Linked DNA regions of Sus scrofa: region 2 is linked to region 1. The links are chromatin contacts, called in public Hi-C maps. All regions are on one chromosome and are shown on one strand. Each heading gives the region's core, a stretch centred on a gene start, on an enhancer-like site or on the middle of the called end of the contact. The rest is flanking DNA. Distances are from core to core; before and after follow the strand shown. Region 1 overlaps LOC100737021 (a long non-coding RNA gene). Region 2 has its middle 200 kb from the start of VLDLR.

Region 1 (4,306 bases), core at 466-2,965:
AGATGAAATTCATATCCCAGGAGTAGAGTGTTTAAAGGAGAGAGAGCCATAATATTGCCACCCTGACAGTGGATCAAACACCCCCAAATTTGTTCTTGAGAAAAATAACTCGTTTGTTGAAATTATGGAATAGGTGGTTGTTACTGTTGTCACTTGCAAACAAAATCATTCCCCAGTGAAGAAGTTCTGTGGTATATTCTGTATGGCTACTGATTTTATTGAATATGTGTTCTGTAGCTATTGAGATGATAATACACACTTGCTCTTGTAGTCTAATTATTAATGTGGATGAACTACATTAATAAAATTTTAAATCACAAAAAAGTTATGTGGCATAAATATAGATGTCAGGAAACACTCTTTATGGATCAGAGAGTGATTCTCAGATCTTCCATGGGCAGAGGACACAAGATAGCTGTTGAAATGGGGAGATATTCAAGCTACCCTCGAGCCTTGAAAAAGAGAGGAGAGCCCTTTTTGTGCCAGGACACACCTGTCCTAGACTGAGTTAACTCAATGAATTAATTTTACTAGTTTTTTTTAGTAATCTCTTATTAAATGCTTGGTAATTTTCTAGGCGTTGGGAATAGATTGGAAAGACGGAGGAGATGTTGGTTCTCATGAAGTTAACTTTCTAAATGGAAAATGTGCAATAAACCAGAAACAAATTAACAGAGTCATTCCAGATACTGAGAAGTTCTATATGAAATAGGAAACAGAGTGTTATGGTAGTTCGAGAGGGTGTATGCATGGAGACTTAAGAAAGTGGTCCTACTGTACAGCAGAGGGAACTATATCTAATCTCTTAGGATAGGACATGATGGAAGATAAAAAAATTTTAAGGAGTTCCCGTTGTGGCGTAGTGGTTAACGAATCTGACTAGAAACCATGAGGTTGCGGGTTCGGTCCCTGCCCTTGCTCAGTGGGTTAACGATCCGGTGTTGCTGTGAGCTGTGGTGTAGGTTGCAGACGTGGCTCGGATCCCACGTTGCTGTGGCTCTGGCGTAGGCCAGTGGCTACAGCTCCGATTCGACCCCTAGCCTGGGAACCTCCATATGCCGCGGAGCGGCCCAAGAAATAGCAAAAAAAAAAAAAAAAAAAAAAAAAAATTTTTTTAAAGCAAAAAAGGAACATAACAATAAATTATCAGAAAATGAAAAAAAATACTGATATTTGAAATGAAACTTGAATTGCAGAAAGGAGTCAGTTGTGCTGAGAGCTGGGGCCCAAGCTTTCAGAAGGGAGCAGCCAGTGCAGAGGCCCTTAGGGATGAGCACAGCCTGCTAGAGACACAAAATTGTTAATGGATGGGTGGCGCATGGTCATTCAGGAGGCCACCCATGCTCATCTCATTGTAACTGTCCTGACCACTCAGCTCCCGGGCCTTATGATGCATCTCAGGTCACTGACGAGGTTCCATGTTGCTTAGGTGACCAATCCCATTGTCTGCCTCAGGCTGACAGGCGGTATGGCTGGGTGGGGGATGGACTATGTAATAGACTGTGATCAGTGACCAGTTGTGCCCTTTGACTTGAGAATGGACCCATCATTCTCACTCACATCATATCAGCTCCTGAGGGGCTGGCTTCCATGGAATGGGTCAGCCCCATTCCAAGGGGCCAGCAGAGCACACAGCTGCTTTAGGACCACACTCCAGTCACTCCCTCAAGTTACACCTGCCACATTTGACATGTCTCCCTGCAGGAAGGCCAAAGCAGAGAGGCAGAATGTCTGGGAGGGCCCCTGGCCCTGGCTCCCAGCCTGATATGGCAGGTCATACCCAACATCATTTCAAGTGATACTTATCCGTGCAGCAGTCACATGAGATCCTAGGGCTGGAAGCTCCCTCAAAGGCCATCCTGTCCTGCATTCCTTATGTGTCTGGCATTACCCAGAACAAAAGCATTGGAATGCCACCACCCCCACTTCCAACAGATTGCCTGCTAAACCAGATAGCCACCGAGTTCCAGTACAGAATCCCGTTCTCCTTAACACTTGAACTTGGGGGCGGTTAATTATATCTCAGAGCTGTTAGATTTTCCTATGGGTCCTGTGAGATTGGTGGGACCCTATGAATGTGTTCAGCTTAGAAAGGTAAGGTGGCCCAGAAGTAGCCAGACTACCATTTAAAAACTTTGGTTCACTCCCCCGAAATCTGGGATGAGATGAATCACAAAATAGCAGAGTTGGAAGACACTTTGGTAATTAATATCCACCTCTCATAGATTGGAAAAAAAGAAAAATGACTTGACCAAGGTTAATATTAATTCTACAATAGGAGGCTTTTAGGGATCCATATTGGTCTTTCATGGGTGTTTATAGCATTTTGTTGTCAGATGCTGCTTTGCCTTATGGAACAAAGGAAAACAAACCTCTTGGGTCAGCCATCTGCATGCATATAATCATAGTTCTCTGTGCTTCTACCTCACTATCCTATTTCGCATGTGCTCTTTTTCTCATTTTATAGACAAGGAAAATTAATCCATGTGGTTAGTAAGTGGCAGTACTGAACTCAAACTTGAGCCTTCTGACTTTTATATCATTTCTAAGTCCATCTCCACTTTCATTCTCTAGGAGTTGAGGGGCATAAGAGAAATTAGTCATGATTTAGGTCAGGTAGAATACCAGAAGCCCTGAGGCAGATGTTCTAGGTTTCTGTGAGCCCTAAGAAGGATTCTGATTTTGAACAAACCATTGTCGCCTTCACTAGCTTGTGAATGCTTTCCTCTTATAGCCCTTGTATCTGAAGCAGAGACCCCATGACTCCTAACATAACATGGTGCTATTGTTTCAACAGCTGCCTCCACTTACTTTATTTATTTATTTATTTTTACCTTTTATTTATTTATTTTTCTACTGTATAGCATGATGACCCAGTTACACACACATGTATACATTCTTTTTTCTCACATTATCATGCTCCATTATAAGTGACTAGACAGAGTTCCCAGTGCTACACAGCAGGATCTCATTACCAACCCATTCCAAAGGCAGTAGTCTGTATCTATTAAGCTCCCAATCCATCCCACTCCCTCCCCTGTCCCCTTGGCAACCACAAGTCTATTCTCGAAGTTCATGATTTTCTTTTCTGTGGAAAGTTTCACTTGTGCTGTATATTAGATTCCAGATATAAGTGATATCATATAGCATTTGTCTTTCTCTTTCTTTTTTTTTTTTTTTTTGTCTTTTTGCCTTTTCTAGGGCCACTCCCACGGCACATGGAGGTTCCCAGGCTAGGGGTCCAGTCAGAGCTGTAGCCGCTGGCCTATACCAGAGCCACAGCAACTCGGGATCCGAGCCGCATCTGCAACCTACACCACAGCTCACAGCAATGCCAGATCCTCAACCCACTGAGCAAGGCCGGGGATCGAACCTGCAACCTCATTGTTCCTAGTCAGATTTGTTAAGGACTGCACCATGACGGGAACTCCCTCTCTTTCTGACTTACTTCACTTAGTATGAGAGTCTCTAGTTCCATCCATGTTGCTGCAAATGGCATTATTTTGTTCTTTTTTATGGCTGAATAGTAGTCCACTGTGTATATGTGTGTGTGTGTGTGTGTATATATATATATATATATATATATATATATCACATCCTCCTAATCTAGTCATCTGTTGATGGACACTTGGGTTGTTTCCATGTCTTGGCTATTATGAATAGTGCTGCAATGAACATGTGGGTGCATGCATCTTTTTTAAGGAAAGTTTTGTCCAGATATATGCCCAAGAGTGGGATTGCTGGGTCATATGGTAGTTCTATGTATAGTTTTCTAAAGTAGCTCCATACTGTTCTCCTTAGAACATAAAATGGGAAAAAGATAGTCTTTTCAGCATGTATTGCTGGGAAACCTGGAGAACCATATGAAAATCAATGAAACTAGAACACACACTCACACCATGCACAAAACTAAACTCAAAATGGCTGAAAGACTTAAATATAAGACAAGACACCATCAAACTCTTAGAAGAGAACATAGGCAAAACATTCTCTGACATCAACCTTACAAATGTTTTCTCAACTCAGTCTCCCAAAACAACAGAAATAAAAGCAAAAATAAACCAATGGGACCTCATCAAACTGACAAGCTTTTGCACAGCAAAGGAAATCAAAAAGAAAACAAAAAGATAACTTACAGAATGGGAGAAAATAGTTTCAAACGATGTAGCTGACAAGGGCTTAATCTCTAGAATATACCAGAAACTTATACAACTCAATAGCGAAAAAGCCAACAACCCATTGAAAAATGGGCAGAAGACCTGAATAGACATTTCTCCAAGGAAGATGTACAGATGGCCAACAAGCC
Region 2 (4,306 bases), core at 671-3,170, 81 kb after region 1:
AAGACATTCCATCTTAACTGAGAAGAACCTGGAAGAAAATAGATCAGACTTTGTTTTCAGGGACCAAAGGGGCTGACACAGACAGCATCCCAGACACCATGCCCTCCCCCATCCCATCTTCACTCAACCACTAAATCAAGTCACCTCAGTAAACATTTTTTACAGTATCTGCTTCTCTCCATTCCTGCTGCCAGCCAGATCCCCAGGCTGAGTCATCTTTATCTTTTGGTTGAATTATTGCAGAAACTGACTTGTCTATGCTAGCCACCCTCCTCCCCTGCCAGTCACTGGTCTATTTTCCATTATGTGGCCAGAATCATCCTTGTAACACATGAATCAGGTTAGGACCCACCTCCCCACCACCCAGCTAGAAACCTTTCAGTTAATTCTTGAATTGATTATATTAAGTCCAATCTCCTTCACATGATATTATCTAGCCCTGTGCGATATGTCCTCCTTTTCAGGTCTCATCTCAGGGCTCTATTCTTCAGCCATTGTGAACTTCTTTTGGCTCCCTGAGTGGGTCATGCCTGTCTTGCTTCTTAGCCATTGCATAGGACACTCCTATGTCCTGAAATGTCCTTGTTCCCTCCCAATAGCTTGACTCTCACTCACTTTTGCTGTCACCTTTTCTGGGAAGGCTTCCCTGGTGCTCTCAAACTGGATTAGCTTCTTAGGTTCTTTTTGACCTTAGTACCCTATACAATCCCCCACCCCCAACCCACAGGACTTTCATGCCCTGCTTGTCATTCTATCAGTACCTTCTGCTAAGATGGTCCTTGAGGGCAAGAACACCTCATTCCCTGGTCAATCTGAGCACTTCTCAGGTGCTTGGCAGAGTTGGCACTTGAAAAATACTTCTGCAACTAGAGCTTCTCATACTAAGGGAGATAAGTCAGAAAGAGAAAGACAAATACCATATGATATCACTTATATGTAGAATCTAAAGTATGGCACAAATGAACCTACAGAACATAAACAGACAAGCAGACATGGAGAACAGATTTATGGCTGCCAAGGGGGAGGAGGAGGGAGTTTGGGATTAGATACAAACTATTACATTTAGAATGAATAAGCAATGAAGTCCTGCTATAGAGCACAGGGAATTATATCCCATAACTTGGGATAGAACGTGATAGGAAATGGTATGAGAAAAGCAATGTATATATGTGTGTATGACTGGCTCAACATGCTTATAGCAGAAATTGGCACAACACTCTAATTCAACCAGAATTTTAAAATACTTTTTTCAAAAAGGATGTGTTTGGAGGTAGGGGTTGGTTGGTTGGGATGGACACAGTCCTGTAAAACCCTGTGAAAGATCTTGACATAAGGGAGTAAAAGCAATACTGGCCGACTATTAGTGAAAATACACTTTTTAAAATTTTGTCTTAAATATCTTTTAACATATGAAATCCCAAAGTTGCTGTGTTTGGCTGTTTTAAAGGATTTCATTAATTTAATCAAGGAGGGTGAGTTGACAAGCCAGCACATTTCACTCATTCTCTGCAAGTCAGGACTTGAAGAAACTTGGCTGTTTGGTCATGAGGAATGAAGCAAAATGCTCATGGGGCTAAGCTCTTGGCTCTGGAGTCCAGGATGTCTCGGCTGGGTACTGTCATAAGATTTACCAGCCATGTGACCTTAGTTAGTGAAATAATGTTTCTGCAATCCTTAGCACAGTGTCTGGTAGATAAAAGAGCTCAACAGCTGGTAGCAATAATTATTGTTCTTTGCTACAAAAATTAATTTTATCATCATCCTGCCGTAATATTGTCATAGCTCATGATGAAGACATCACGGGTTGTGGTGGTGGGGGGTGTTATACACTGTGTGCAGGAAAATTAACCAACAGAGACCAGCCCTATGAGATCATCAGGGAAAACCTACTTCTCCTCATTGGACAGACAAGAAAACCCATACTCAGCAAAGTGGGGAGACCTGCTCCCAGTCACGTAGCCAGGAAAGGCAGAGCTGAGAGTCAGACCAGAACTTCTGATCACAAAGCCAGTTCTCTTTCCACCACATTGCACGGCCTCTGGGCGTGAGTACTTCCAGGTCCTAATGGCTTCCAAGTCTCTAAGATCAAATAGGACACAGGCACACTGGGACTGGCTGTTCCCCTGCCTCCATTCATAGGTGCTTGGGATCACAGGCCCCCAGGGCATTCTGCCCAGGCTGCAGCACACATGGATGTGGCTCTTCTCCCCAGGCTTTCCTCTGCCAAGAGGACGGACCAGCTCCCATGGAGACCAAAGTAGCCTTTGACAGAGTAGCTGCTGCATCTCCCCTGGGACTAGGCTGGGAAAGCCTGCTTCCCTCCGTGCTCCAGATGCCAGAGAGGCTTGGTAGATGTGGACCAGGGAAACTGAATAATCCTTCCACTTGAGTGAACAGCAGGACCTGCTACGTCCCTGAAGTCCAGTTCTCTGGGCAAATTGCCAAAGCAGAAACAAAGTACTCAGAAGTCATAGATTGTCCAAGCTCAATGGGACCTGAGGCCTCCTCTTAGTCTCAACTATTTACTTTGTAGAGGAGAAAATCTGAGCATAGAAATGAACAGGAACAAATATATAGGCTTTGATAGTGGTGGTGGTGGTTGGGGTGTCCTCAGTCCCATTCCACTGTCCTTTCTATCACACTGACATGTGTCTTTATGAAGTGTAATTGCAACTGGATTCCCCTTATGGAGATGAACAGCCTCTGACATATAAACCTGCTTGGACATTTTCCAGCACAATCTGGAGCCATTTTTGATACAGGTCACCTTTAGGGATCTCTAACACCGCCTCCAGATGGGATGGGGTCCCGGTCTTTGGGGGATTTGTTTAACAGGAGGCCTAAGAAGTCACATAGAGGTGTGGATAATTCTAGAGCTGTTTCAGGAATGGTGCTCATCACTGGCTTCTCAGTGTGCAGAGAAAGGCACTGGATAGCAAAATTTTTGGTAGGATCTGTGAGTCAGGCCGAAAGACAAAACCAGGGGAATGTCTATCAGGCATCCAGTTGTAGAGGATAGTTATTAAGTGAAGAGTTAGAGAATGAACATTGCCCTGGGAACCTGCCTTAACCATAGCCCAACCCCTCCACTTGTGGGAGACAAATCTTAAAGGGACCAAATTGGGTTGATCAGTTTCTGGGAGCTGGGATGTCTTCAAAGTCCTATAATATATTGATGTCTCATATGACGTCCCTGAACCATTATTTGCTCCAATCAGACAGATAAAGCAAAGGCACATCTAAGGTCTTCCATTCTTCACAGTATCCAAGACCTAAATTAGTGATAGGTAGCTAATACCTTAGGTATAGCAGTGCTGTGCCAGAGGGCTAAAAGGGGTCTCTCTTTAGCAGAGAACTATTCACAATTAATGGAAAGTTGAAAGGAGGGCTAAAGGGTATATCTTTAGCAGAGAACCATTCACAATTAATGGAGAACTGAAAGTAGACACAAAGGGGAAAACTGCCATCTCTTGTGAGCATATTTATATTATATTCCATTTAAGGCAGGAGACAGCACTTAATTTTTTTTTCATTCTTAAGCCTCCTTTATTGTCCTTGGTACCTAATACATGCAAGAGACTGAGTAAACATTGACAAATGACCAGGTAAATAAGTGAATGAATGAAAAAATAAATGAGAGTTGGAATTCATGAGTAAATGAATGAACTATCTAGGTAAAGAATAACTCTGGGAATACACAAGACAATTGCACAACCTTGATAATGCCAGAGTAAATGCGCATGAATTCTACACTGAAGGAAGAGGTTCATCTGTTTATATAATTCCTATCAACATGGCACTTCTGCTGCTGTTCTTTACTCTCCTACACTCTGTAGAGGAAAAAAAAAAAACATTTAACTTAGCTGTTTTGTTCTCTGGACATTTGGGAAGGATTAAAATAACTTTTCAGTGTTACTTCTTTTATTTCTCTAATAAGTTGAACATTTGTTCCCAATCCAGAGTCCCAATGAGCTATTTTTCACTGACACTGTCACTGCTGTGTTTTTTGCTACCACCTGGACTTGTCACTAAGCTATCCCTTCACAGCCTAGAGGAGAAAAGGCACATTGGAAGCAGACATCAAAGTGGCAAAGTCAGGAGTGAGATGGGGGTTCTGGAGGCAGACAGCCTGGACCCCTGGTATCCTGAGTTCACCATCCAATGGTGTGGCTTTCGGTGAGTTACCAACCTCTGGATAATAATGGAACTTATACCATGAATGTGATCATAAGCAATCATGCAAGGAAAGTACTTTTCACCCTGTCCATCACAGTGAATGCTCAATAAATTTTAGTTACTGTTTGTT

Evidence for each region. Hi-C and Micro-C count contacts between places; a contact is called where the count stands out from the background.
Region 2: a contact with region 1 is called in a Hi-C map of heart right ventricle, with 3 times the contacts expected there. The contact joins two enhancer-like sites. A contact is called at or near these places in 1 of 47 Hi-C or Micro-C datasets (heart right ventricle) and 1 of 2 datasets of contacts at active chromatin or transcription factors (skeletal muscle).

The regions. Positions count from the first base shown.
Region 1 is chr1:219,328,331-219,332,636 of Sscrofa11.1, forward strand. The region is part of intron 3 of LOC100737021 (a long non-coding RNA gene); the gene reads left to right. Among named protein-coding and RNA genes, the nearest start is that of VLDLR, 120 kb to the left of the region's middle. Within about 2 kb of position 1,716, at least 2 of the 83 cell types and tissues checked have an H3K27ac peak or open chromatin away from gene starts, as enhancers often do.
Region 2 is chr1:219,408,826-219,413,131 of Sscrofa11.1, forward strand. No RefSeq gene overlaps it. Among named protein-coding and RNA genes, the nearest start is that of VLDLR, 200 kb to the left of the region's middle. Within about 2 kb of position 1,921, at least 14 of the 83 cell types and tissues checked have an H3K27ac peak or open chromatin away from gene starts, as enhancers often do.